Regions from separate parts of the Mus musculus genome. Here regions 2 and 3 are each linked to region 1. The links are chromatin contacts, called in public promoter capture Hi-C maps. All regions are on one chromosome and are shown on one strand. Each heading gives the region's core, a stretch centred on a gene start, on an enhancer-like site or on the middle of the called end of the contact. The rest is flanking DNA. Distances are from core to core; before and after follow the strand shown. Region 1 holds the start of Slc6a11 (solute carrier family 6 (neurotransmitter transporter, GABA), member 11). Region 2 has its middle 49 kb from the start of Gm38875. Region 3 overlaps Atp2b2 (ATPase, Ca++ transporting, plasma membrane 2).

What was found. Promoter capture Hi-C pulls out the DNA fragments that hold promoters and counts their contacts.
Region 2: a promoter capture Hi-C map of hippocampal neurons shows a contact between it and region 1, with 3 times the contacts expected there. The contact joins the enhancer-like site here to the promoter of Slc6a11 in region 1. A contact is called at or near these places in 13 of 39 promoter capture datasets (the 3T3-L1 cell line, cranial neural crest, embryonic stem cells and 7 more), 4 of 484 Hi-C or Micro-C datasets (all in embryonic stem cells), 1 of 115 datasets of contacts at active chromatin or transcription factors (forebrain) and 2 of 9 other capture datasets (adipose tissue and pancreatic islet).
Region 3: a promoter capture Hi-C map of second pharyngeal arch cranial neural crest shows a contact between it and region 1, with 2.7 times the contacts expected there. The contact joins the enhancer-like site here to the promoter of Slc6a11 in region 1. A contact is called at or near these places in 5 of 39 promoter capture datasets (the 3T3-L1 cell line, the HPC-7 cell line, cranial neural crest and 2 more) and 1 of 484 Hi-C or Micro-C datasets (nephron progenitors).

The regions. Positions count from the first base shown.
Region 1 is chr6:114,128,167-114,132,510 of GRCm38.p6, forward strand. Slc6a11 (solute carrier family 6 (neurotransmitter transporter, GABA), member 11) reads left to right here and starts at 3,075. Exons shown (of 14, transcript NM_172890.3): 1 at 3,075-3,351. The coding sequence starts at 3,111.
Region 2 is chr6:114,346,303-114,350,382 of GRCm38.p6, forward strand. No RefSeq gene overlaps it. Among named protein-coding and RNA genes, the nearest start is that of Gm38875, 49 kb to the right of the region's middle. Within about 2 kb of position 2,054, at least 42 of the 459 cell types and tissues checked have an H3K27ac peak or open chromatin away from gene starts, as enhancers often do. A contact at or near this core is called in forebrain, hippocampal neurons and trophoblast stem cells, where this site is marked.
Region 3 is chr6:113,881,064-113,884,973 of GRCm38.p6, forward strand. All of the region lies in intron 1 of Atp2b2 (ATPase, Ca++ transporting, plasma membrane 2), which reads right to left. Among named protein-coding and RNA genes, the nearest start is that of Atp2b2, 8.5 kb to the right of the region's middle. Within about 2 kb of position 1,543, at least 28 of the 459 cell types and tissues checked have an H3K27ac peak or open chromatin away from gene starts, as enhancers often do. A contact at or near this core is called in second pharyngeal arch cranial neural crest, where this site is marked.

The DNA of each region.
Region 1 (4,344 bases), core at 1,825-4,324:
TGCTTCCTGACCTCCCTTGTCACGTGACCAGTTTTACTTCACGATTTCCCCACCATGGAGGATTGTACCTTGAAAATGTGAGCCAAAATAAATGGCTCCAGACAGAGAGTTTATCACGGTGATGAGAAAAGGATCGGCTTGGAGAACTCAGTCCCAGCAGCTGACCCTGCGGAGCTCCGCAGAGAGGGAGGTGCTTCACTTCTTTAGTTTTGAAGGCGCTTTCCCAGGGCCCTAGGGTAACAAGCTCATCTTCCAGCAGGAAGAAGCTGGAATAAATCTCTAGCTTTGGATGCTGCTGTTCCGAGAACAGATTGAATCCCAGTTACCACGTGCTACTGGATGCAAAGAGTCGAGTTGAAATGGATTCCTGCCTTAACCGTTATTTTCGATGAAGTACCACCAGTGATCGCCAGAGAGAAAGGAAATATTGGTCTTAGCCTGTGAGAAACTTAGCTTTGATTTAAAAGGGAGTTATGGAAGGTCAGAAGGCCAGAGAGATTGATGTCAAGGTCAACAGATTAGTTTCTCTGGTAGGAAAAGAACCATTGAGGGCTATCAGCAAGAGCAAGACACAGAGGCCTTCCTCTTCCTCATCTTCCTCCTTCCATAGCAATGGTTCAGAAACAAGCCAAGGCCTGCCATCCTCAAGTCACCCCGAGGTAAGGTGGAATGTGAACCCATTTGACAGATGGAGCCTGAAGCAATGAGGTAACAATTCAAAGGCACAGAACCTTTGTCTTAGTTTGGGCTTCTGTTGCTGTGACAAATGCCATGACAGAGTGCAACGTGGGCAGGAAAGGTTGTGTTTCATCTTACAGTTAGCTGTCCTTCACTGACGGAAGCTGGGCGGGAACTCAAGGTAGGAACCTGGAGGCAGGAACTGAAGCAGAAGCCACAGAGCTTACTGACTTACTCAGTCTGCTTTTCTTAGCTAACCCAGAACCACCAGCCCAGGGGTGGCACTGGTCAACAGTGAGCCAGACTGTCCCACCTCAATCATAAATGAAGAAAAGGTACCCACAGGGCATTCCTTCTACTGGAGATATCATCTCATCTGAAGTTCCCTCTTCCCAAATGACCTTGGCTTGTGTCCAATTGACAAAGATCGCAGCTGGCAGAGACTAGGCATGAAGTCAGACCTTCCCCTGAGCTTTCTAATACCTGGACCTGGTGTAGGAACCATCAGTATTTAGTTCAGTGGTTGGAGGCTGGGAAAAAGCAGATCAGAACAAGCAATCAGGACTGTGGGGGACAGGAGGTGGTGGCATAAAAATCACAAGAGTGGGAACTGCAGGGAGAGGGGAAGGTACACGAATCCACAGAGGGCTCAGGCAGGCTGTGGGTAGAGAAGCCCAAGAACCAGGATTTGCTGCCTAGTCCTCCAAGACTAATTCAACACTCCACTTACTTCTTTAAGAAATGTGAGCTTGGAAGAAGGGCATCTAGGTTGTGTCTAAGGGTCACAGGGCAGGGACCCAGGAGCCCTGGGACCAGAGGGACCCAGGCAACCCAAGGAGTCTGCTCCAGGGCTATGTAAGAAGCATGGACCTGCCCACACCCACCGTGACATCAGCCTCTCCTTCCTCCATCTGTCGGTCAGTCAGCTTTTCAGTGCGGCAGCACATAGCTCCGAGAAGCAGTGTACAGTGTGGATCTGGCACTGCCTCCTAGAGGCCCTGAGTTTGGACTCAGGCAGAAGTGTGTCATGGGACAGTGAAGGCTTACCTCAGGATGGCAGAAGAGACCAACCTGAGGATGGTGGGCTCCCATATTCCTGGCCAACCCATGCCCGCAATAACCTGAAGACCCTCCTTTAAGGCTCTGCCTCTTAAAGTTTCCTCCACCAGGGGCACCACAGGTAGGGCCAGCTGTCAACTCACAAGTGTCATCCGACCCAAAACAACTCCTTCTCTACCTATACCCCTGACTCTATCTCTATCCATACCCTTGACTTCAGCTCGGTCCTGGGCATGAAATCCAAGGCTCGACACATCATCAGCAAGGACTTTTTACTTAGCTATATCCTTGACCTTATTATCTACAAATACTTTCTAAGTACATGTTATATAGCATATTTCGCCAAGTTCTCTGCCATTATTGTAGGACATTGTATGCTGTTTGTACAACCGAGAGGAGGGACGTATTGAGCCAGACGTGGACATGCATGTCTGCATACTGCATGGTGCATGGTCATTGACTGTCTCTACTGTAGGAAGACTGTTTATCAGCATCTTGTCATTTATCCTTTCACCCAAACAAAACAATAAGCAAGCAGTACAAACCTAAGAAGGTGATATTGGAAGCATCTTTTGCAGAACAGCAAACTGAGAAACTGCAGTCTCAGGAGCCTGGCCAAAGTCACACAGCTCACGTAGGTGAAGCAGGATACTCAGCTTAGACTTGCCTGCTCCTGCCGCTGGATGTCCGTACTCAATGCCACACTGTTGAGACTCATATGTGTGTAGAGTGGGGCCACGAGGGGGAGGGGGGAATGAGACCTCCAGGGTAGAGGGTACTGGGCATGGGGTTGGGGCTACAGCTCAGCTACCATCACCAGGGAGCTTCAAAAGGACTTTGCATCTCATGCCCCGGCCGTATTCTCACCAGGCCCCTGCAACTGAACCCTACACACACAACTGTTCGCCCTTCAAAAGTTAGAGCTGCCCATCTACCTCTGAGTAGAGATGGGAAAACTGAGGCCCAAGCTTTGAAAGGTCACAGAGAGGGGATAGAAGTTCAGGTGCAGCACTCATAGCCCACTTGGGCCTGGATAACAACTCTGCTGTTACCTGCACTCAGAAGCCAGCGAGTCAGGCTGCAGGGCAAACCCTGTGCCCTGAGTTAGCCAGGTGGGCGCAAGGTCAAGGTATTAAGGGAGGCGCTGGGCGCACAAGGTCAAGTCACTGGACTTGCAGCGCCCCTACCATCCCGGGATTCAAGCGGGCAGGAGGTGGCCTGGGCATCGTGTCCCCGTCCCGTGCGGTCCGACCCGGGCGGCTCCCTCGGCTCCACCCCCGGCTCCCCCGCCCGCCGCTCGAGCCTCTCAAAAGCCCGGGCGCCCGGGGCGGCGGCGCAGAGCCGGGGCCGGCGCACGAGGCGGCAGGGCGGCCATGACTGCGGAGCAAGCGCTGCCCCTGGGCAACGGGAAAGCGGCCGAGGAGGCGCGGGGGTCCGAGACGCTGGGCGGCGGCGGCGGGGGCGCGGCGGGGACGCGCGAGGCGCGCGACAAGGCTGTCCACGAGCGCGGCCACTGGAACAACAAGGTGGAGTTCGTGTTGAGCGTAGCTGGAGAGATCATCGGACTGGGCAACGTGTGGCGCTTTCCCTACCTGTGCTACAAAAACGGCGGAGGTGAGCGCGGCGGGGATGGCGGGGACGCGGGGCGACACCTGGGGTGGGGTGACACCTCTCGTGCATGGCCCCGATCCCCCCTCCCAGTCCCCAGGAGCTGTGGGACTGCACGGGGCCCACCTGTTTCTCTGCGCCTGCGTGCACAGAGCCCGCTTCGCACCTGAGCGCACCACCATCTGCCACCTGCCACCGGGCCCAGAGCAGCGTCTGTCACCTGCGTGAGGGACAGACCTGGCCCAGGAGCTCTGCTTTCAGGCCACTCTCACTGGTATTTTAGGCAGAAACCTGTTATTTAGCCTCGGATGTTCCCTGTCCTCACAGGAAGAGACTGATCTGAGCAATCTTTTAGAGAGGTCGCCGAAGTGCCAGGAATAGGGGCCCAGCGTTAGCCATGTCTTGTAAATTTTTAAATCGTCTCACAGTCAGTCACCTTGGAAGGGAATGCTGTTATGGATCTCAACGACGATGGTACTAAGCATCTAAGAAACTCTCTGTTTTACTACTGCTGAGAGTGAGATTCAGACTCTAAAAGCTTTCTGTGCAGGATCAGGCTGACCCCCGGGGGAGAACTTTTGGACGGCCATTTGCCACTTGCTCCCCTCTGTAGTAGGCCCTTTCTAGGGAAAGTATTTTAGGCCTCTCTGGAGGAAAAACTGGCACCAAGCAGTTTCTTTTACTGGGCTCAGACTCACCCACAACAACTGCAACCACGCTGATGTGTGTGAGACGGGGAAGACCAGCATCCCTTCCAACGACAGCATCACAGAGTGCCATTAGGAAGAAATGAAGCTGTGGTCCCCATCTCAGAGTGGTACCCAACACCCCCACATCCCCCTCAAACTTCCACACCCTTCCTATCACAGTAGGATGGCAGAGTGGCGAGGGGTCCCATTAAAGCCTGTGGTGGCACAGTTCCTCTCAGAAAAGACCTGTGTTGGCGTTTTTTCTCCTCCCTGTCCTACCCCTAATCTTCAAGAAAAAAATCTCAAACCC
Region 2 (4,080 bases), core at 804-3,303, 220 kb after region 1:
AGTTTAGGCTGCAGGTGCTTTCCATGTGTGGTTCCAGCTAGAGGAGGAGTCTGGCACTGATAACAGCAATGTGCATGACCAAGAGGTACATCTTCACAGGTCGGAGTTCAGGGAGGGGAGGGAACTCAAGCCTCCGGGATCTCAGAGGACACTGGGCCAGCAGTGGACGCCACACTGCTCTTAGGACTGCCTATCTGTCACAGTGAGCCTTCTTTTCTAATGAACATAAATTCCAGTTACACCTGCTCCCATTTGGAGAACTGGCTACCTCTGCTTTTCATGGAGAGAGGCTGTCGGGGCAGAATCAAGTTCCCAGTCTCAGCTAACAGCTTCTTCCCTGAGCTTGGCCTCCTACCCAGGAGCCAGGACTCCTTTGAAGTCCACCATCACTGTTTTATCTCTGAAAATACTTCACCATCTTGCAGTTCCACCCAGAGACCAGTGCCTCTTCCCTTCCCGCCTCTCCTCACCCTCTACACCAAGCTGGCCACAGGTCTCCTGCTAAGTTACAGCCTCTCTTCCTCTGAGCACCTCTGTGTGTGAGGAAGCCCAACATTTTACCTTCCCTGACATTCAAGGCTGACATGATTTGAACGTGTTCTCTGAGGATTCGGGTGTTAAGATTTAGTCCCTATTGTGAGGTATAGAGGGTGGGTGGAAACTTATATGGCCTTGTGTTGGAGGTAGGGGTCAGAAGGACAGGGGGTGGGACTAGATAAAGACTTCTGACAGTGGCTTACTCAGGAGAGAATGGGTGGGTTATACATATGTTCCCAGTCTATGTGATGCCCTGTGCCTCTGCCCTAGTCACAGTCAGCAAGCAACCTTGGTGTTCCAGAGCATAGATGAAAAGGACCTCACTTATTGTCTTATTTAAATGTTTGTTTGATACAAGGTCATCATAGCCCAGGCTGACTTTCAACTCTCTCTGTGGCTGAGTCTAAAGTCCCCCTGGTCTCACCTCGGCAGAGAGACTGGGCTCTGCTGGCCTCATAGGGCTTTGTGCAAGCACTGTACCATTTCACGGAGAGGAACTGCACCCATGGATGCAGTGTCTGTTGTGGTCCTAAAAATGACCCCCTCAAGTCCTAGAGGTGAATATTAGCACCTGAACATTTCCCCAGACCACAGTGTACCACTATGTACATAATATTTTTCTTACAGAGTACTGGGTTTTTTTGTAAAGAATAAAATACCAGTCTATCCATGGGCATCTCCTCTTCTTCCTCTTCCTCTTCCTCTCCCTCTTCCTCTTCCTCTTCCTCTTCCTCTTCCTCCCCTCCCTCTCCCTCCTCCTCCTTCTCCTCCTCCCCCTCCCCCTCCTCTTCCTCCTCCTCTTCCTCCTCCTCTCATTCTCCCTCTCCCTCTTCCTCCTCTTCCTTCTCTTCCTCCCCTCCCTCTCCCTCCTCCTCCTCCTCCTCTTCCTCCTCTTCCTCCTCTTCCTCCTCCTCTTCTTGTTACAGTTAGAAAACCCCACCCTGGAACCCCTACAGGGCGGCAGAGGCTATACCTTAATTATCTCCCCGACTCTCAGAGCTCAGGTAGTAATGGATGTTTGCTCAGAGCAGTGAGTACTTAGAGGAAGGCATGGTTATTTAAATGTGAACGGAAGAGTCTATAATTGAATGGATAAGCAAACACATCCGTGAGTAAGTGAAGGCATGAGTCACCAAATGAAGTGACAGATTACAGCCCCAGCAGGTCTGTGATTGGGTTATTCCAGCTCCGGCACCCTCAGACACCTGTGGTTGTGCTTGCAGGGATGCGCCTCTTCCTTAGTCGCCCGAGAGGAGAGGGGAGATTTGAAACTGCGCAGGTATTGCCCCCTCCAAGATGCCTCAGACCTGACTCCACTTTCTGAGCCAAGGCCTGGAATCCACCGCGGCTAAGGATGCCCAGAGAACTCTGAACAGCTCATCCCTGTATCCCTGAACTGTGGCTGAAGGTCAGTGGGAGGAGTAGGGTGTTTGCCACAAGGACAGGGCCAGACCTCCCACATCTTCAGAAGAAGGGAGACTTCTGGTGAGTCCATGTCTCCTCCTCCACACCCCAGCCCCACAGTGAGGGGGCGACAGAGCCATGAGCAGGAGCCAGCGGTTGCCATGACAACACATTAAGAGACGTGAAGCTGCTTTCAGTTTTCAGTTTCAGCTTCTGGAAAGGGGTCAAGCATGTGGGGCAGAGAGAAGAGTCAGGAGGGGGAAATCACAGCCACCCCCACTCAGTCTCACAGTTAACCACAGCCCAGTGCACTGTGTGCTCCGAGTCCCTCCTTCTGGTGTGTCACTTCCTAGGACACTCAAAAGGAACCTGAGAAGTGGTGATCCCACCTCATGGTCAGAAGGCTGGGTCTGAAGTCACTTGCCCACCCAGGTGGTAGCAGAGCTGGTTCTTGCATTGGGTTCCTGACTACAAAACCTTGTTTAACAGACCCAAAGATTCTAGAATCCCACTGGGTTAGGGCAGTACACTTTATTGGTCCATTAAACAAGACACTTACCCAGGAAGGTTCAGATCTACAGGCACTCAAGCAGAAAAGCTTCTAGGATTTGCTCATACATACAACAAAGCACATGTATGCACACACAGCAGTTATGTATGCGTGTGCACACATTCATGCCTATGCACATTCATGCTCACACATAGACACAGCTGCAATCACACAGGCAGGCACACACCTGTATATCCATGGAAGCAGATTTTAAAAAATGCTTCTTTTGACACGCAGCTTTGGAGTTCCTCCCCTCTTAAAATGACAGTCTGTTTCCTTAGCCACTGAACTTGGCTGTGTGATGATATTCTGGCCCATGCAAAATTAGCAAGCACAGAGTTGGGGAGATGGGTGGGTCTGTCAAGTGTTTGATTCACAAGTATGAAGACCTGAGTTAAGATCCCCAGGATCCTCATAAGATGCTGGGCATGGTGGCTTGTGCTTAGAACTCCTAATTCCAGTGACAGAGAGATGGGAGGCAGAAGCAAGCAGATCCTTGGAGCTTCCCATCCATCTAGCCTAACCTACTGGGAAAAATTCTAGGCCTGGGAGAGACCCTGTATCAAACAAAGGTGGAAGGTTCCTGAGGAAGGACACTCAAGGTTGGCCTCTAGTCACAGCACATAGGGCAGACCCACATGCTTGCATGCACCTTCACATATGCACGTGCACATACACATACACATAATGGAAGAATAACCCTGGGAACGTATATTTTCACGGTGTATTTGTATTTTCTCTCTCTCTCTCTCTCTCTTTCTCGTTCATTGCCTTCACTATGAAAACATGCCCACGATGTTAGAGGAGACCTCATTAAGTTCAGAGCCACGTCATCTCCTTTGTCCTGGCAGAGATCAACCAAAACTTTACTCCTCCACCAACAAAGAAACCATTAAAAGTGGGACTAACGGAAATTCAGAGCTGCCAATCAAAGCCCAGGTGACTCACGAGCCAAATACCTTCTTATTTTTAGCAGTTCACTAACTGAGGTTTTGTGCTTGCTTGTTACACAGCATTGCTTCCAATGAATAACCGATACACGTAGGCATTAAAGAGGAATGTGTCATGGGAGGGAACCTAAGTAGTGTGTTTACCTGGTTATCCTTTAAAATGGCACCTGTGTTGAAAAGTTATCGATGTAAGAATCATCCTTTTCTACTGTCTTAGTTTGGGGAGGATGGGGTTTACGTCATCTTACAACTCGCAGGTTATACTGTAGGAACAAGGGATGTCAGAGCAGGCACTCAAGGGAGGAACCTGGAGGCAGACATTGACGCAGAGGCCATGGAGGAGTGCTCCTTATTGGCTTGCTCCTCATGGCTTTCTCATTCTGCTTTCCCATATACTCAGAAGCACTGGACTTGGGCTGGCACCACCCTCCGTGAACTGGGTTCACCCATCAATTATGAGAATACACCATAGGCTTGCCCACAGGCCAATCTAGTGGGGACATTTTCTCAATTGAGGTTCCCATTTCCAAAATGACTCTAGCTGTGTCAAGTTAACATAAAACTAGCCCCCCCCCAACACACACATAATGCAGTTTTAAAAAATAATATTCACAGTCATAAACCATCTAATTCCAGCAT
Region 3 (3,910 bases), core at 293-2,792, 250 kb before region 1:
GTGGAGGGTTATTCAAGACCGAGCAACGTGATAGGCCAGATGGACACTGAGTGATGCTTGCCCTAATGGTATGGGGGGCTGTCAAGGAGGCTGGGGAAAGATTCAGGGGGGAGGGATTAGGGTCTTGCTCCCCCGTTATTCCGACCCATCACTAATAAGGAACAGCTAAACGGCTATGACTTGGTGGAGGATTGGCTCTGCCAGGCACTGTTCTAGGCTGTTTCCCATATGAGGCAATCAGTACTTTTATTTACCCCCATTCTTTCCAAAAGTGAGGATGTTGAGATACAGAGAGACTTGAGTGGCCTGCTCAAGGTCACACAGTAAGGAAGTATTGGAGAACCCAGCCTAGACCCTTGGACTCAGAGTATGCACTAAGCCTCGTCCTATGCTGGATCCTCCATCGGTACTGGCAGAGAAAGCCCTCTCTGATGATGCCCAGCTGCCCTCTGAAGCCCCCATAAACAGCACAGTGCCGTCCACAGGGCACAGTAGCTGCCTAGCACCCATCTATGTTCTACCACCTTCCTGCCACAGGGTGGGGGCAAGTTCTGAAACCTCACTGGGAACCTGTAAAGCAAGGACACATGCTGGGAGCCGTGGTGACAGGTTAGTAGCTGTGAGGCATGGGCTGGGCTGGGCACAGCCATCTCCTCACCCTCAGACACTCCCTCACAGCGGTCACAGTCTTGGAACAGTCACCCACGCAGAAGACACTACTTGTCTGTGTTCATGCTGGGATTCCCTCAGCAGCGGCAGGCTGATGCTTACACAATAAAGTACCCATCCCCAAAGCTGGACTTTGGTGGGGAACGGACAAAGGTCAGGGCTCCTTTTGGTTCTTGGGTGTACTCGGCCAACTGTACACTTGGGTGTACAGCCCAACTTTGCCTGAGTCCTGGAGAAGGCGTTATCTTATCCCTTTTTCTCTCTTTGGTCTGCCTGGACCAGGGCCCTGAGTTCCGTGACTGGTACCATGGACAGCGCTCACTCTTTTAGGTCTCTGCACTGGGCCTGAATTCCTCTGCTGCTGCTCTGGAAGGGAAAGGAAAACTGGGGTTCCTGTGAGGCTTCAGAGAATAGAGAAGACCCAGGGACCAGGATGCCAGTTTTCATTCAGCTAAGAATCCCCTTCCTCAGAAGCTATCAGAGACCCGAGTCAATCAGGGAACAAAGAAAGGCCCAGAGACAGCTGTGGACCACAGTGCCAGCCACAGTCTACACCATTCCTGCTGCCTAGATGCCGGCGGGGTCTAGGCTGTGGACTCTACACTAACCTAGTCCATTGTGCAGAAGCTCTGGAGGACCCAAATATCATCCAGGCTAAGTCTGAGTCGCATGAGTCCCATGAGGGCTCAGGGACAGCATCGCACTTGGACACCTGCTATCAGTGACCACCTAGGTGCAGCTAGTCCGCAGCAAGGGCGTTGGCACAGCCAAGTGCTCAGCCAATTTTTGTTTCTAGCTCTGTACTCCCTCCCTCCCTTCCCCAAGATGCTCCAAGCTCAGAAGCCAGGGCTGGGGCGGCTGAGAAGGGACTCATTTCCATCTGAAGTGAGTCACTGAAGTTGATAAATTTAGAAGTGGCCTAAAGAGCTCTTAATATCCTGCCTTCAGACACTTGCGAGGAGACTGTGACACGGCAGCCTGGGCTCCAGCTACACATGGGAGAGTGGACAGAGAGGGGTCCCAGAGGGCCTCTTCTCCAGCCTGGGCTTCTCTGCTGCAGCCCTGACCTCCAGGAACCTCAGTTTGCCTTCCCTAGGCACACAGATGTCTGAACTGGAACAAGGCATCTGCTCCAGGGGGGTGCTCACACTTCACATCTTGTTGCTCAGAGGGCAGCCACAGCTCACAGCTGTTCTCATACAGGGCACCAAGGGCCACTGCATTTGCCACAGCTCAGGGGACGTGCTGGGGTGCAGGCTATGCTCGAGAGCCGCCCAGGCTGAGGCAGAGACTCAAGGTGGAGGCACTGTTGCAGGGATAGCTTCTGCCCTGTTCTGCCCCACTTCCTCCTTTTGGTCCCTTTCTCCTGAGTGATGTCTCCAGCTAGTCCCATGAAAGGGACATCTTGATAGGCATGCCCTCCATGTACAGATACCAGCTCCCTTTCTCCCATGACCCTTCCCATGACCTTGACTCTAAGAGACATATGAGCGACTTTGAACTTGAGAATTTTAAAGTCATCTGGGCCCCACGTCTTCGTTCCAAAATTGAGAAACTAATCTCTAGATAAGGACTTGTCCAGCATTGCCCCGGAACCTCGGTCCATGACAGGCCATTCCATTCCCAGGTCTCCACAGCACCCCTCCCCCACCCTTGGTGGCTCATCCCTATCGGCAGCTAGATAGGCTGCCCCAGGGCTTCTGATCTCTCCAGGAGAGAGTTCTGCCTGTCACTCTGCAGCAGCTGCTGGCAGCCTCCGTGAGGCCAGGAGCCAGCTGGGAGAGGGCAGGGTGGTCAGCAGGCTCCGCTGCTTCCTCTGGTGTGGTGGACAGGCAGGGGAACCCTGGTGTACGAGAGTTCCTCCTTACCCAGTGGAATCTGGACCGATGCTTCCCTCCACACTCATATCAAGCTCCGCCCTCTGTGTGACTCACAGAACCCCCAGACTCACACCACAAAGCGTCCACACTGGCCAGTGCCTGGACAGGGAGAGGCAGCTACACAATTCCAGCCAACCAGCATCTTAGGCCTTAGGGATTCCTGATGGCCATTACTTTGTTAACAGTGTTTATTTTTGCTATCATTTATAGGATTAGAACTCACTAGATGCTCACGATGGAACAGTTGCTGGTACTTCTGCATGAAAAGGACATTAAGTGCTTCACTTTTATTTGATAAATCCTTTTTTTTTAAGTTGGAGACTTATGTTATCTCTATTTTAAAGGCACAGAGAAGTTAAGGAACTTGCAGCAGATCACACAGCAGAGAAACAGAGGGTCAGGCACTGGAATCTCAGAGCCCATGCTTCCTGGTTGTCCCTGGACTGGGGTGTTTATTGTTATGAGCTGGCATTTATTAAGCACCAACTGTATTCAGGCACTCTAACAGCAGTTCTGAGGGGTGAGTATTCTCAAGCTTTAGGGGGAGACTGAGGCTCCTGGGGTGTGGAAGATAGAGGTTTCTTTGCTCCCTTGCTAAGCCTTTCATCCTGTTCCCTGGATTTTGTTCACACTATGCTATACCATACTAAGATGCATGGATGCTTAAGAAACCTAAATTGGTTAAGTGAATGAAACCTTCCTACCCCTACCCCAGGATGTGTCGAAATGTCCAGGTCACAGCTGTGAGAACTCAGATATAGAAATGGAGGCCACATAGCCGATATGACCAAGGCCAGATTTGACCCCAAGCAGCCTGGGCCTACCTTTGTCTCTAACCACTGTGCCACCTACCAGACTATGAGGATTGCACCCTGCCCAAGGAAAGCTTGAGAAGATGCAGGAAGGCTGATGCCCTCTGAGATCCCCAGCAGATCCCTCAGTCCTGCACAACTCAACAGCTTAGCTCACCAGGTCACCCTTGAGCTCTGGTCCAATGGGGCAGGTGTCCTTGAGAGCCAGGTGGGGTCACCAGGCAGTCGCTAGAGTGGCGCCAACAGGAGGTCAAGCCCTCCTGTAAACCCAGCCTTCTAAGGCGGCACGGGGTGGGGGTTGGGGTGGATGGGGGAAACCTGCTTCCTCCTTCAGAGATTTGTGCTGCTTAGACCCAGAATGGGGTCATTCACTTGTGGCTCCTCCTACAGGTTCTGTCACACCATTAAAAGACCGAGCCACAGGATCTTTCTAAACCCAGAACTTTCCTCCTTAAGCTAGGATTGCCCTTCTGCGGTCACCTTCAGCACACCCAGGCATGAGCAGGACCCTATTTAGACACACCCCACAATGATATCTGAAGTCAATCC